Regions from separate parts of the Drosophila melanogaster genome. Here region 1 is linked to region 2. A link is a contact called in public Hi-C data. All regions are on one chromosome and are shown on one strand. The core of a region is the stretch at or near the end of the contact, and the rest is flanking DNA. Distances in the headings are between cores, read along the strand shown.

The links. Hi-C and Micro-C count contacts between places; a contact is called where the count stands out from the background.
Region 1: a Hi-C map of the Kc167 cell line shows a contact between it and region 2, with 2.5 times the contacts expected there. The contact joins the promoter of Pi3K92E here to the promoter of Ask1 in region 2. A contact is called at or near these places in 12 of 107 Hi-C or Micro-C datasets (the Kc167 cell line, the ML-DmBG3-c2 cell line, the S2 cell line and 2 more).

What each region holds. Positions count from the first base shown.
Region 1 is chr3R:20,629,910-20,637,178 of dm6, reverse strand. Pi3K92E (Phosphatidylinositol 3-kinase 92E) reads left to right here and starts at 2,447. Exons shown (of 8, transcript NM_169910.2): 1 at 2,447-2,560; 2 at 3,466-5,401; 3 at 5,464-5,670; 4 at 5,872-6,459; 5 at 6,516-6,822; 6 at 6,882-7,052; 7 at 7,121-7,240. The coding sequence starts at 3,657. It overlaps Lrrk (Leucine-rich repeat kinase), which reads right to left and starts at 1,699. Exons shown (of 12, transcript NM_001275843.1): 1 at 1,523-1,699; 2 at 1,091-1,363; 3 at 679-838; 4 at 1-616. The coding sequence starts at 1,541.
Region 2 is chr3R:19,875,254-19,881,909 of dm6, reverse strand. Ask1 (Apoptotic signal-regulating kinase 1) reads right to left here and starts at 2,191. Exons shown (of 9, transcript NM_206518.2): 1 at 1,867-2,191; 2 at 849-1,794; 3 at 1-426. The coding sequence starts at 419. It overlaps Arc42 (Activator-recruited cofactor subunit 42), which reads right to left and starts at 4,173. Exons shown (of 3, transcript NM_142583.3): 1 at 3,999-4,173; 2 at 3,702-3,911; 3 at 2,601-3,633. The coding sequence starts at 4,032. The coding sequence ends at 2,660. Mrp5 (Multidrug resistance protein 5) reads left to right here and starts at 6,232. Exons shown (of 9, transcript NM_001275816.1): 1 at 6,232-6,512. CG17186 reads left to right here and starts at 4,396. Exons shown (of 2, transcript NM_142582.3): 1 at 4,396-4,568; 2 at 4,628-5,936. The coding sequence starts at 4,493. The coding sequence ends at 5,697.

The DNA.
Region 1 (7,269 bases), core at 1,198-3,697, 760 kb before region 2:
ACATAGCAGATTCACGTTAATGGGACACCGTTGGCACTCGGTTGACTCTTGTGAAGCTAGGTCGTCGGGTCCTTCTGACTCTCCAGATATGTGCAGTTTGGACATGATAGCCTGAATGCCAAATGAAATACGTTTCCTGGTGGGCGTAATAGGAGTGCTCACCGAGCTGGCGGAATCGCCCAACGTACGCCGGCAATGGAGCTGCCACTTTAGAAGCACACCAACCAGCTGCTTGTTTCCTAGGATGCTGGCAATATACAGACTCGTCTGACCCGTCACATCATGAGCGTTAGCGTCGAAGGGGAGCCGCCATTCCCACTGGCCCTCCTCGTCGCGATATGTCTGGTAGAGGTAGTCGGGATAACTGTAGCTGATAAGGAGTTCCAGCAGCTTGATGTGTCCATTGATGCAGGCGGCGTGCAGCGGCAGCCAGCGCTCTACAGTCGGCTGCTGGATCAGTTCTGGAAAATGGTCTAGCATCAGTCGGGCAATGCCCAAGTGACCGCTATGGACGGCGGCGTACAAGGGTGAGTACTTGGTCACGGCATGGGAGCGACCATCCGCTCCAGCATCCAGCAATCGCTGTGTAATGCTCTCGTAACCAGACTGGCAGGCTCTAAAACGAGACCGATATTAGTTTGGCTCAAAATGGACTAATTCTAAAAGACTTTTTCTCACAGGAATAGAAGGGTGTTTGCTCCTGAAGGAGCCATATTGACTATAATCTGACGCTCAGTTCCAAGAGCTGCCAGCAGCACCCGCACAGTCCGCTCATCGCCAGAGATCACTGCCGTTCGCAGCTCCCCGTGCTTGATCTGACGCACTTCCTCGCGGGCATCTGTGAAAGATAAGTTTTGCTTGGTTAACTAATACACAGCACCTTTGGAATAAACCAATTCCCACCCCGTATTGAGGATGCCTCAATGACCTCATCCACGAAGTAGTCACAGGCTTCCAGAGCTGTTTCAGTTCCAGTTTTGGGATGTTCCATGCTGAATTTCCATGACATTATGTAACCCAAATCGGTGCGAATAAGCCCCAAAAATTAATTGGCATCGGTATGATGACCGAACGCGCCGCTAGCAAAAACTGAACTGCGGAAAATCGATGGCCACGTTTTTGTGGTCATTGATCCAGGCCGTTTTATGTCGCACTGCGCAAGTCGGAGCCCAAGAAGCGCGGCAACTGTTGCACTTGTTCAAGAATGTGGCATTGGGTGAGTGCGTGGCATTTGTTTTGATTTGTCTCTTCGTGGGTGTCGGATGGTCCAGTGGTTGCACCAGTTGCTTCTGTGGGGGGTGGCTGTTTGAAAAAAGTTTTTGCGCGCCCACTTCCATTGCACCAATGTCACCCTGTGCCCTTGCTGGTGTTGTTGAAAAACCAATAACAACTGGTTGAAGTTTTAATTGCACCACTTAGGTAATTTGCATAGTCAAGCGTATAATGCTCATTTGCACTCTGACTAAATTTGCGCAAAACTAGCATATTGTGCATAATTTCACTAAAAGTTGTGTTATCTCACCTTCGTCGGAGTCGCTCATTGTTTTGGTTTGTGTACTTCACGAGATATCCAAGTCATGCATGGTATGTGTTAAATGGGTAGTTGTTATGGTCCGATTAACCAGTAGCACCTTTTACTGACCCTTACTTAATTATTTTGCACATTTTGCGAAATTTTCACTTTGTTTACCTTTTTGTCAACAAACAGTGTAACCTCTTACTGTTTTAGAATATATCTCCTCATTTTGGCACGATATGCTGTTAAGCGCTCTGTGTGACCGAAATATCGCAAGTGAATGCTGTTAATCAGTGTCGCACGCAGGGGGCTTCGTACTTTTCTCCAAAGATTAAAGCCAGCTTAATAACTAAATCATAATCTACCCAAAATCATTGATTTTTATGTCCATTGGCTTAAATTTATAAATTAAAATTAATTTAACAAGGCCGAACAAGTATTTGGAAGACGCATTTATTATTTTTATTCATACACATCTAAAAATTTGTTCCCAAGTGAAATATTTGAAATCCCAACTGATGCTGAAATATCTCATTTCTGATAGCATACATATATAAATACCAAAACGCGATAAGGTGGTCATCGTTTCTGTTACTTTGCACTGCTTGTCAACTCAACAACAGTAATATCGATATTATTTAAATCAGTTAAGCAGTGAATCACTATCGACTGTTACTTTTTGTTGAATTTTATTTTGTATGCTATGATTTTATCTAAAAGAATTTGATTCTTAGGAACTGTTAATTATTTTTATTTATTTTTTTTTTAACATGCAATTTCCTGTTATGACTGTTTACGAACAAGAATTTATTAGCACCGTGTATTTGTGTATATTTTATAAATACTGATGCCAACTGTAACCTATATCGATATAACAATCGAATGAAACACTATCGATATTAACCAGCGCCAGCCTAGAACGCCCTGTGTTCAACAGGAGTCACCCTGTGTTCGTTAACAGACGCTTAACAGCACGATCTCAACAATACAAATAAAAACAATTTAATATTCCTTAATCGAACACAAATTTGAGCCGATTGCACGGTGCGTTTGAAAAATAACAATACCGCGGAATGGCCGACAGAGGCCAACTGAAGGTGCCGGTGCAGAGAATCAAGTAAGGAGCAGCGTAAACTGCGCAGCTCACACCCAAAAAAAAATCGCTATAAAGGCGAGGGCTGGCCAAAATGGAAGCAAAAAACAAAAACAAACGAGCTGCGCCACAATGCAAGTGAAACTTCGATGAAAACTTGCCAATCCGTGTGCTTTTCAAGACTTTTCTGACTGTCTGCAATTTCCATTTTTGTGGCATCGCGACTTAGAGATGAGACATCGGTGCCGCGTAACTTTTTTATACCCTTTCCGCGGTATCAACTCCACCCGTTCGGTCACGGAATTTGAACATTTGGCTCTGAAATATGCCTTAATGGCTTAGATTTTCATTATGGAAACTTTTCTTTCAACGGCCATATCGAATTCGTTATAAATCCTGCTTACTTCAGTCATTCAACTGCCTAAAATTGCAAAAAAAAACACGTAAGGGCATTCATAGGTCGCCTTGGCTGACCCTGAATTCTTGTTTTTGTTTTCAAGTTGACCCCTCCCACCCCCAGCCAACAACTTATGACTGTGTGATTCATACTAAATAAAAGTCAGCGTTTTTGTTTTAATTAACAAGAACCGACGATTTTAGAGGCTGCTTTTCTATTTTATCCCATGTGGTAAAGGGCGGTTAGAACCAACTCAGTTTTACAGTGCATCAATGGATGTTATCCAGATCTCTGATCATCTCGAGGGCAAAGCCAAGGGAAGGGGTCGCCTTCTTATCAACGGGTGGGCGGTTGATTTTTAGTAATTTCCGTAATTCGACACCAAAACAATTATCGGTACATATATCGCCATATGTTTTCTTTCAAGTAACCCGGCGCCACCTTCTTATTTATTCGCAGAGAGATTGGCGTGCTGATTTAAATGGAAAACTTTGAAAACAACAATCTGTTGATAAGGTAACCAGCGAAATGCGGGACAACTAGCCTCCGTAGCCTGAAAGAGGCCATTGAAAAGTCTAATTAGGAGGAGCTGGTGATCCTCAAGATCCGAGGCACCAGATCCAAAATCCGAACTTGAAGATCAAATAGTCATGAACATGATGGACAACCGGGCGTTGGCCTACGTGGCCCACCAGCCCAAGTATGAGACACCGCCGGAAGAAGCGGAGCCGCCCTGCATGCGCTTTTCGGTTAACCTGTGGAAAAACGAGATGCTGAACTGGGTGGACCTAATCTGCCTGTTGCCCAATGGATTCCTGCTGGAGCTCAGGGTCAATCCGGCCAACACCATCCAGGTAATCAAGGTGGAGATGGTCAACCAGGCCAAACAGATGCCACTGGGCTATGTGATCAAAGAGGCCTGCGAGTACCAGGTGTACGGCATCTCGACCTTCAACATCGAACCTTACACCGACGAAACGAAGCGACTCAGTGAGGTCCAGCCGTACTTCGGCATCCTCAGCCTCGGCGAGCGCACCGACACAACGAGCTTTAGCAGCGACTACGAGCTGACCAAGATGGTTAACGGAATGATCGGCACCACCTTCGATCATAATCGAACGCACGGCTCGCCCGAGATTGACGACTTCCGGCTGTATATGACCCAAACTTGCGACAACATCGAACTGGAGCGCTCCGCCTACACCTGGCAGCAGAGACTGCTCTACGAGCATCCTCTGCGACTGGCGAACTCGACTAAAATGCCCGAGCTGATACGGGAGCGGCATCCGACCAGAACCTTTCTCATCGTCGTAAAGAACGAGAACGACCAGAGCACGTTTACGTTGTCGGTGAACGAGCAGGACACTCCCTTCTCGCTCACGGAAAGCACGCTGCAGAAGATGAATCGGTCGCAGATGAAAATGAACGACCGGACCTCCGACTACATACTCAAAGTGAGCGGTCGCGACGAGTACCTGCTTGGCGACTATCCCCTGATTCAGTTCCTGTACATCCAAGAGATGCTCTCGGACTCGGCGGTTCCAAATGTGGTGTTGCAATCAGTTTACCGCCTAGAGTCCTACATCAACCACCACAACGAGCAGGCCATGGTAACCAAACGACCGCTGCCGAAGAAACGGACAGTCCACCTCCACAAGTCGATCTCCTCGCTGTGGGACATGGGCAACTACTTTCAGTTGACGCTGCACAGCATTTCCAATGTGAACTTTGACAAGACGCGTGCCCTCAAGGTGGGCGTGCATGTGTGCCTATATCACGGCGACAAGAAGTTATGCGCCCAGCGATCAACGGACTCCCCTAACGGCAACTTTGACACGTTCCTGTTTAATGACCTGGTGATGGACTTTGACATACAGATGCGCAACCTACCGCGGATGACACGCCTCTGCATTGTGATCTTCGAGGTGACCAAGATGTCGCGCTCGAAGAAATCGTCCAACAATAAGGACATCGCTCTGAAAGACGTCCCGTACAACAAAAACCCGCTGGCCTGGGTCAACACAACAATTTTCGACCACAAGGACATCCTGCGCACCGGTCGCCATACGCTGTACACGTGGACGTATGCTGACGACATTCAGTCGGTTGAGGTTTTCCATCCGCTGGGCACCATCGAACCCAATCCGCGCAAAGAGGAATGTGCGCTGGTGGACCTCACATTCCTCAGCAGCGGAACCGGAACGGTGCGGTATCCCAGCGAGGAGGTCGTGTTGCAGTACGCTGCGGATCGAGAGCAGGTCAATCGACTGCAACGGCAACTGGCAGGGCCAGAAAAGCCGATCAAAGAACTGAAGGAGCTTATGGCCAATTATACAGGACTGGATAAGATCTATGAGATGGTTGACCAGGACCGCAATGCCATTTGGGAACGCAGGTTAATATGCAACATATAAACATCCAATATTCGTTCTCTGTAACCATCCCCTTTCCTTGCAGAAACGACATTTTGCGTGAGCTTCCGGAAGAGCTGTCCATCTTACTTCACTGCGTCTATTGGAAGGAGCGTGATGACGTAGCGGATATGTGGTATCTTCTCAAACAGTGGCCGCTTATTTCTATAGAACGCTCCTTGGAGCTACTGGACTACGCCTATCCAGATCCGGCAGTGAGACGCTTTGCCATCCGGTGCTTACACTTTCTGAAGTAAGATACACGTTTTACCAGTTTAATGTGATTTCTTCGGTTATTTATTTAATGGCCATTTCGAATAGGGATAAGGCTATCAGAACTGACTATCGGGACTGTTTGATAACATTGATTATAAATCCTTTAAAGAGAACATAATCAGTGCGCAAGATCGGTTATTTGCAAATTTTTATTGAATACATTTTTCTTTACCGACAGAGACGAAGACTTGCTCCTGTATCTGCTGCAATTGGTACAGGCCATCAAGCACGAATCGTACCTGGAAAGCGATCTGGTAGTGTTTCTGCTGGAGCGGGCACTGCGCAACCAACGCATCGGCCACTACTTCTTCTGGCACCTACGCTCTGAGATGCAGACGCCGTCTATGCAAACACGCTTTGGCCTACTGCTGGAGGTATACCTCAAGGGTTGCAAACATCACGTGGCGCCGCTGCGGAAGCAGCTTCATGTGCTAGAGAAGCTGAAACAGGGATCTCTGATTGCCAAGAAGGGCAGCAAGGAAAAGGTGAAGACCATGCTGCAGGACTTTCTGCGGGACCAGCGCAACTCGGCTGTCTTTCAGAACATCCAAAATCCACTTAATCCCAGCTTCCGGTGCAGTGGTGTAACTCCCGATAGGTGCAAGGTAATGGATAGCAAGATGCGACCGCTATGGGTGGTATTCGAGAATGCTGACGTCAACGCCAGCGATGTGCACATCATTTTCAAAAACGGTGACGATCTCCGCCAGGACATGCTCACGTTGCAGATGTTGCGTGTGATGGACCAGCTGTGGAAACGCGATGGGTAAGCTAAAGTGCAAAGAGTGTATATAGAATTTTATTTATCCTTGCACATTCCAGTATGGACTTCCGCATGAACATCTACAACTGCATCAGCATGGAGAAGAGCCTGGGCATGATCGAGGTGGTGCGCCACGCAGAAACCATTGCCAACATACAAAAGGAAAAGGGCATGTTCTCCGCCACGTCGCCGTTCAAGAAGGGCTCGCTTCTCAGTTGGCTCAAAGAGCACAACAAGCCCGCCGACAAACTGAACAAAGCCATCAACGAGTTCACGCTCAGCTGTGCAGGCTACTGCGTGGCCACCTATGTGCTTGGCGTAGCTGATCGACACTCGGACAATATAATGGTCAAGCGAAATGGACAGGTTGGTGTCAACATGTTGATGTGCATGGAACAAATTTTAAAGTGTCATTTCGTTTGCAGCTTTTTCACATCGATTTTGGCCACATCCTGGGCCACTTCAAGGAAAAGCTTGGAGTACGTCGAGAACGAGTGCCCTTTGTCTTGACCCACGACTTTGTCTACGTAATCAACAAGGGCTTCAATGACCGCGAGTCTAAAGAGTTTTGTCATTTTCAGGAATTGTGCGAGCGCGTACGTCTATCAAACCATAATCAAATGATAAATATATATAGTAACATGAGTATTACTTACATTTGCAGGCCTTTCTAGTTTTACGCAAACACGGCTGCCTTATTCTATCGCTGTTCTCAATGATGATTTCAACGGGACTGCCAGAACTGTCCTCCGAAAAGGATTTGGACTACCTACGGGAAACTTTAGTGAGTCTAAGAGTACATTTTCGATTTAG
Region 2 (6,656 bases), core at 942-3,441:
TCCGTGTAGTCGGATTCCACAAAGATGTCCTTGTAGATGCGGCCGCACAGGCAGAGCATGTCCGGAAAGTGGTTCTCCTTCTTTTCCAGCGCCTTCAGCGAAGATTCCAGAGCCTTTTCACGGTCTCCCTTTCGATTTCTTCGGTTCAGGGCGAAGGCGTACAGGAAACTCATGTTGCCCGTCTCCACGTACTTCCGGGTGTTGGGTATGTTCTTCAGGTCATTGACCAGTCGCACCATGGCATCGTAGTCCTGCACATCCCTCAGCGAGCACATGAAACTGTGTACCACTTCGCCAGACAGGACATGCGGATCGTCCAGCCGCTTTCGCATCTCGTGCAATATACTCTGCAGCTTGGCGCCGTTGGTGGCGTACGTGTCCCGCGCCGTTCGCATGTCACTCAGAAATTTCTCACGCATGTGGGCTCTGTAAATAACCGAAAATAGCTTCGTTTAGTTTTTAGGTACACAAATAATGCATAATAGGAACAGTGTTTCGTGCTCTGGCTGAAAGACTAATTAACTTAGCATCTATCTGGTACACCAAATTTAAGATTTCAATTACTTTCATTTCATTACTTGTTAACCCGTAGTAGTATCACTAAAGTTCGAAGTAATTTAAATTGAAAGGACAATTATGATACTATAAAGAGACTTAAGAATTTTCAGCGATTATTGATATTTTATATGCAATTCCAAGGCCAACACAATAAATCGGTCTGATTCATTTTAGATGCAGGGCGTGACTTTTGCAGCCAATCTGCCGCAGGGGATGTTATAAATAGTGTTCCGATATGCAATCACCGTGCATGACTTACTGCAAAAGGGGACTCCCTAGATTGTACTCACTTCGACTGGATCTCAACATCTTGCAGCTTTCGCTTGAGGCGCCACTGCAAAGTGGGCACTCGTCCTTCGGCATTGGGTTCCTTGCTGTTGTTGCCGCTGTTGGGCTGGCTGGTCAGGTGGCAGGAATTGGTCTCCGCATTCCGCTTGTAGCTGAGAAACAGGTAGTTGGCACACGAGAGCTGCAAGGGGAGTAGAGTGTACCTAATTTAATGACCGCCACTGTGAATGCAGGCCACGCTGCGTTGGTGTACACCGTGCTGTTAGTGTGTGCGTGCCTCTTTGAGTGTTTGCGTGGGCGTGCTCGCATTTGTTATTGTTATTGCTGGGCCAATGCTTTTGTTGCTTTATGGCCGCAGCCAAAACAAAAATAACGAAAACGATTCGACGGAAATACAGTCGAACTTCCATAGTTCAAATTATTGGCTGCCATATGGGAAAGAGGTTTTAGTTATTAACCTCTGGAAAGAGGAAGTTTTTCGGTTTCTTTTGCAATTTGCTAAAGGAAGACTAGTAGATAGAATAATTTTTAGTCATTTTCCAGAAAGAGGTGTCTAAGCACCTAGGTTAGAGACTTGTTATAAACTCAGTTCGCGTTGTGGAAGCTCGACTGTAGAAAGATCAGCAAGAACAACTAGTCCAGGAGTCCACGCAGTTGCTGGTCATAGCATTTATCTTATCGGAAGCGGATTCCCGATCACGAACGCAGATGTTTGCCAGGCACGCCCGGCCAGGTAAACACTTCCGAACGCACCTTGAGACTGAGCGTCTGCTTGGAATCGATGTCGTTGTAGGTGAGGATGTTCTCCTTCATCCCGAAGCTCTCCCTAACGCCGTAGTGATAGGAAAGCGGCCGCTGCTGGGTGAGAATGCTCAGGTCGATAATGGCCACATCGGCGTTGTAAAACGTCTCCAGCACATTCGTCTCGCCGAAGTCCAGGCGCTCGAACTGCAAGGATGCCAAGTGGGGGGGATGTAAGTCAAATCACCCATATGCCATTGTATAACCAAGCTGGCGCACCTGAACCCGCTGAAAGTTGGCGCCCGCCGACTGCACTGCCTGCTTGATCTCCTCCAGCGCACACTGGCGGTCCTCCAGATGGTCGCCCACCGCCGTATCCATTACACACACCACATCCATCGCTGTTTCCATCGCAGCTATTCTTGGCACTTTTCTGCTCTTGGACGGATTTCGCGCACTTCACGCGATTTCTGCACTTTCTGGACGGCCGACACGCGCAGCTCAGTGGCAAAAACTCTCATTACCACGTTCCTGCTGCACTTGCATCGCGTTAATTACCGCGTAACGAATAATTATCAAATAAATAAAGAAACTTTTTGCTTTTGCTGTGTGACCGCTGCACAGCTACCAGCAATATACCGAATGAAGTCACAAAAATACCACACAAATATGCTAACCGACAAAGCCTTGCTGCAGTTTTGGCGCCAAGTTCCCATTTTTTTGAGTCATTTAAAATTTGGTTTAAAAGATATAATATAATTAGGCATATAAAATAATAAGCTTTGTTTATAAATATATTTTAAAAGCACTTAAGGTTCATTATTTTAATTAATTTACAAATATGCAACGTCTAAAAAGTAGTCAAGAGTTTCACTTATTTTACTTTACTTTTTGAACGAAGATTTATTGTTTTGCTAACTTTTTCTAAAGAATTAAAATGTTGTAGGTGTTTTTTTCATGTATTTCTATCTATTATAAACAATTATACAACTCAATAGAACTAGCAAAATAGTATATTAAAAACGTTCTTTATTAAACGAGACACAAGTAGTACGGATATATAACTTTGATCTTAACTAGCATATTCCTTTAGAATGGAGCCCGCGATCACCAGTCGCTGGATTTCGGAGGTGCCCTCGTAGATCTCAGTGATGCGGGCGTCCCTGTAATGACGCTCGGCCGCCATGTCGGTCACGTAGCCCATTCCGCCCAGGATCTGGATACACTGGTGGGAGCACAAGGTGGCCGCCTCCGAGGCAGCCAGCTTGGCCATTGCAGCTTCTTTGGTGTAGGGCTGCTTTTGGTCCTTCAGCCAGGCGGCGCGCCAGGTGAGCAGACGTGCCGACTCCATGGCCAACGACATGTCCGCGATCTTTTGCTGGATGGACTGGAGCTTGGCAATGGGCTTGCCGAAGGCCTGTCGCTTCTGGGCGTAGTCCACGGCCAATTCGAGGGCAGCCTGACCAATGCCCAGCGCCTGGCCAGCGATTCCTATGCGGCCGGCGTCCAGCGTCTGCATGGCAATCTTGAAACCGAAACCCGGCTCGCCCAGCATGTTCTCCTTGGGCACCACGCAGTCCTCGAAAATTAGCTGGCACGTCGAAGATCCCCGGATGCCCAGCTTATCCTCCTTTTTGCCCAGCGAGAAGCCCTTGGTAGCCTTGGGCACAATGAATGCGGAGATGCCCTTGTGCTTCAGCTGCTTGTTGGTGGTGGCGAACACAATGGCTGCCTCCGCCTCGAAGGCATTTGTGATCCAGGCCTTGGTGCCATTCAGCACGAAGTGATCTCCCTTGTCGGTTGCTATGGTGGAAGCAGCTCCAGCATCGGATCCGTTTCCAGGTTCAGAGAGCGCGAAGCAGCCCACTCGTTCGCCGGTGGTAAACGGTGTGATGTAGTCCTTCTTCTGGGCATCGTTTCCGAAAGAGAGAAGCGGTCCCAGATACAGGGAGTTGTTCACCGACATGATGACGCCAGCAGAGGCACAGCCCCTTGAGATTTCCTCCATGGCAATGGCGTAGGCCACATAATCCAGTCCAGTGCCGCCTGATTAACAATAAAGAGATACAATGAGATACTATAAGGAGGGCTGAGGTGGGCGTAATATTAATTACCCAGCTCCTCGGGAATCGCTACTGCCATCACGCCCAGTTCGCCCATCTGGCGGATCTGTTTCTCTGGATACAGGTGCTCCCGATCGAACTTGGCTGCGTTTCCACTGAGCTCATTGTTGGCAAAGTCCCGGCAGGACTTCTGCAGCATCTGGTGCGTCTCCGAAAGCGCCGACAATGAGGCAATTTGACGAGCATTTAAAGATCTGCGGGCTGAATATCAATATCTGGTTTAGGATCTTGCTTATAGAAAACATTTAAATGGCTGGGGCTCAAAGTCCACACATCAGTTTGTCTTACCAATGCATAACGAGCGGGTGAGTACTGATTGCATGTTTGTGTGGGATTGCCTCTTACTAATAATAATTAAATATATTGCATAAAAGACGGATAAAATGTTATAAAAAAAACTCTACTATTACAAAAAATTAAAAATGGACAGTGTGACCAGAGGAGGTCACCGGCTGCATCTGCATGTAACAAGTGGTTCATCACAGGGTGACTCTTGTCCCGAATTTAACAAGTCGTCTTGTTACTAATTTAAAATTAAAATTAAAAATTACTAACTTTTCACTCATACGAAAACACTGATGGGTACTTTTAAAATGAAATAAACATAATTCCTAAGGTGCACGGAAATAAGATCCAACATGCCGCCTGAAAAATACTAAATTCCCAAATTCGTAAATTCTCGCGTGCATTCTACATTTTCAAGCTAAATAATGTTGGTACCATCAAATAATTGTTGATTTGTTTAGTTATTATTAAAAGAACGCAGACCAAACGAGGGAAATATGTCGCAGACATGCCAGAGAACGGAAACACTGACGATAGAGGCTCTAGATTTCATCTACGAGGACGAAATGGAATGTGAGTACCAATGAATACCTAAATGCCGGCTGAACTACGATTGATTTCGCTTTTTACAGACTTGCACCTAAAACAAGCGCCCAGAAAGGAGGAGCAAGTCAAGGCGGTGAAGATAAAGCGACTGACTTGCAACATAAACGGCTGCACTTACTCCACGGACCGGAGAAGAGACTTGAGGCGCCACAGGCGGTCGCAAAAGCACATGCTGCTGGAGTCCTGCTCTGACTCCGAGTCTGAGGTGGAATCGTCACTGTTCTCGTGCAACGTCTGCGGCTACAAGACCGCCAAACGGTATTGCTTCGACCGGCACAAGGAGTCGAGGCGCCACATAATGAAGGAGCAGGAGGAGTGCGAGAAGCTGATGGACGAGGCCGAGAGGGCGGAACCGGCGGTAAAACGCATAAAAAGAGTAGAGGAGCCAGCGCCCGCGGATGCGGAGAAAACACGATACACGGAAGACATCCTGACCACGTGCACGCCGTGTGACTACAGCACCACTCGAAAATCTCAATTCGAGATGCAAGCAAAAAGCCAGGCGAACATCGAGGTCGTGCAAAGCCAGCTGGAGGCTAATGAATACATACAGTATCTGCCCCAGGAGCAGGAACAGATGGTGGAGCTATCTGGGGAGTCTGGGGAGACCGAGGACGAATACCTCGCCTACAAGAAGGAGTGCAGGTGCACCCTGGAGTGCAAGCCCTGCGAATACAGAACGGCCAGGAGATTCTGCTTCGTTCGGCACATGCGATCGGCAAGGCATCTGGCCAAGATTCAAGCTGACCTTGATGGTCTGGAGGAAACTGAAGCTCTTGAGCCAGTAGAATACTTGGAAGCGGAAAATGAGCTGGAGGAGATTGATCACAGAGAGGAGAGAAATTTTGTGGAGGAGCTTGATATGGATGTTATGGAAGAGCCAGATGTTGTGGAGGATATACAGGATATAGATAAGCAAAACGGACTGGAAGAGATCAATCTAGTGGAGATCGACGAGGTGGTTCAAATAGATCCCGGCTTTGAAATGATAGAATATACAACTGCCGAAGAAAACGTTTACGAGGAGATCGTGTACCTGACCACCGAAGACAGTCCGGAGGATATTTCCTACTTCATCGCGCTGGACAATGCATAGATTTGTTAATTTCTCGACTCTTTGGTACTTTTAATTACATCGAAAGCCAACGAATTGTTAAATTACAATCAATGCAATAACCAAACTTTAGATATTAATGAACTGTATAAAAGTTTTTGACTCTTGATAAGCCAAAATTCTTGAATTAAGAAATATTTTAAATGTAAAGAATTGAAAAGCTATGAAAAGATTGTTTATTCGTTGTTACTACGAATAAAGAATATTGATTTTGAAATTTGAAAATTTTGAGTATTATTAATGTTATGTGTGAGTGAGTATCTTTGGAATTTTGTCGAAGTTTTGATGCTGCACAACACTACCAATTTTTACCGTTAAAAATGGCTTATACCAATTTTTATAATATAATAATAATAATAATAATTTCAAGCTTCCATGGAGAGAGTATTGAAACAGAATAGTTTCAATAGTCACCAATGACGGCAGGCACAATCGCGTGCGAGTGCGAATACTTTTGCGCGCCACTGTACATCTGGCAGTTTTCCATTCTGGTTTTGACAGCCCGCTTTTCATCTCTGCGCAGATTCGACGCGCACGCACTGGAACTTGTTTAACGTTTTTATGTTTTTCACTGCACAACTTTGTAAAATCAGCACACGACATTTAACACAGCGCACAATTATTTCCGTGTGTCCTGCGGGAGGGGAAGGACACGTTCACATTCATCAGCACTGAGAAGGAAAAGAGCACCACAGTAGGAGTCCCGTTTGTTGTCCTATTGATTTGCCCCCACTTTTTGGAGTTTTTCGTTGTTCCTTTTCGGCATCCACCGCCCCCGCTGCGCCCACGAAAGACAGGTAAAAACAAAGTGCAAGTGCTCCCAGTGTAAATATAAACAAAAGAGGTGAGATGTGATAACGCTCGCTCACTCTCTCTCTCTCTCTTTGGCGATCTCTCGATAATGCCGCGTGCACTGGTGTGCGTGGGTGTTCATCCAGGCG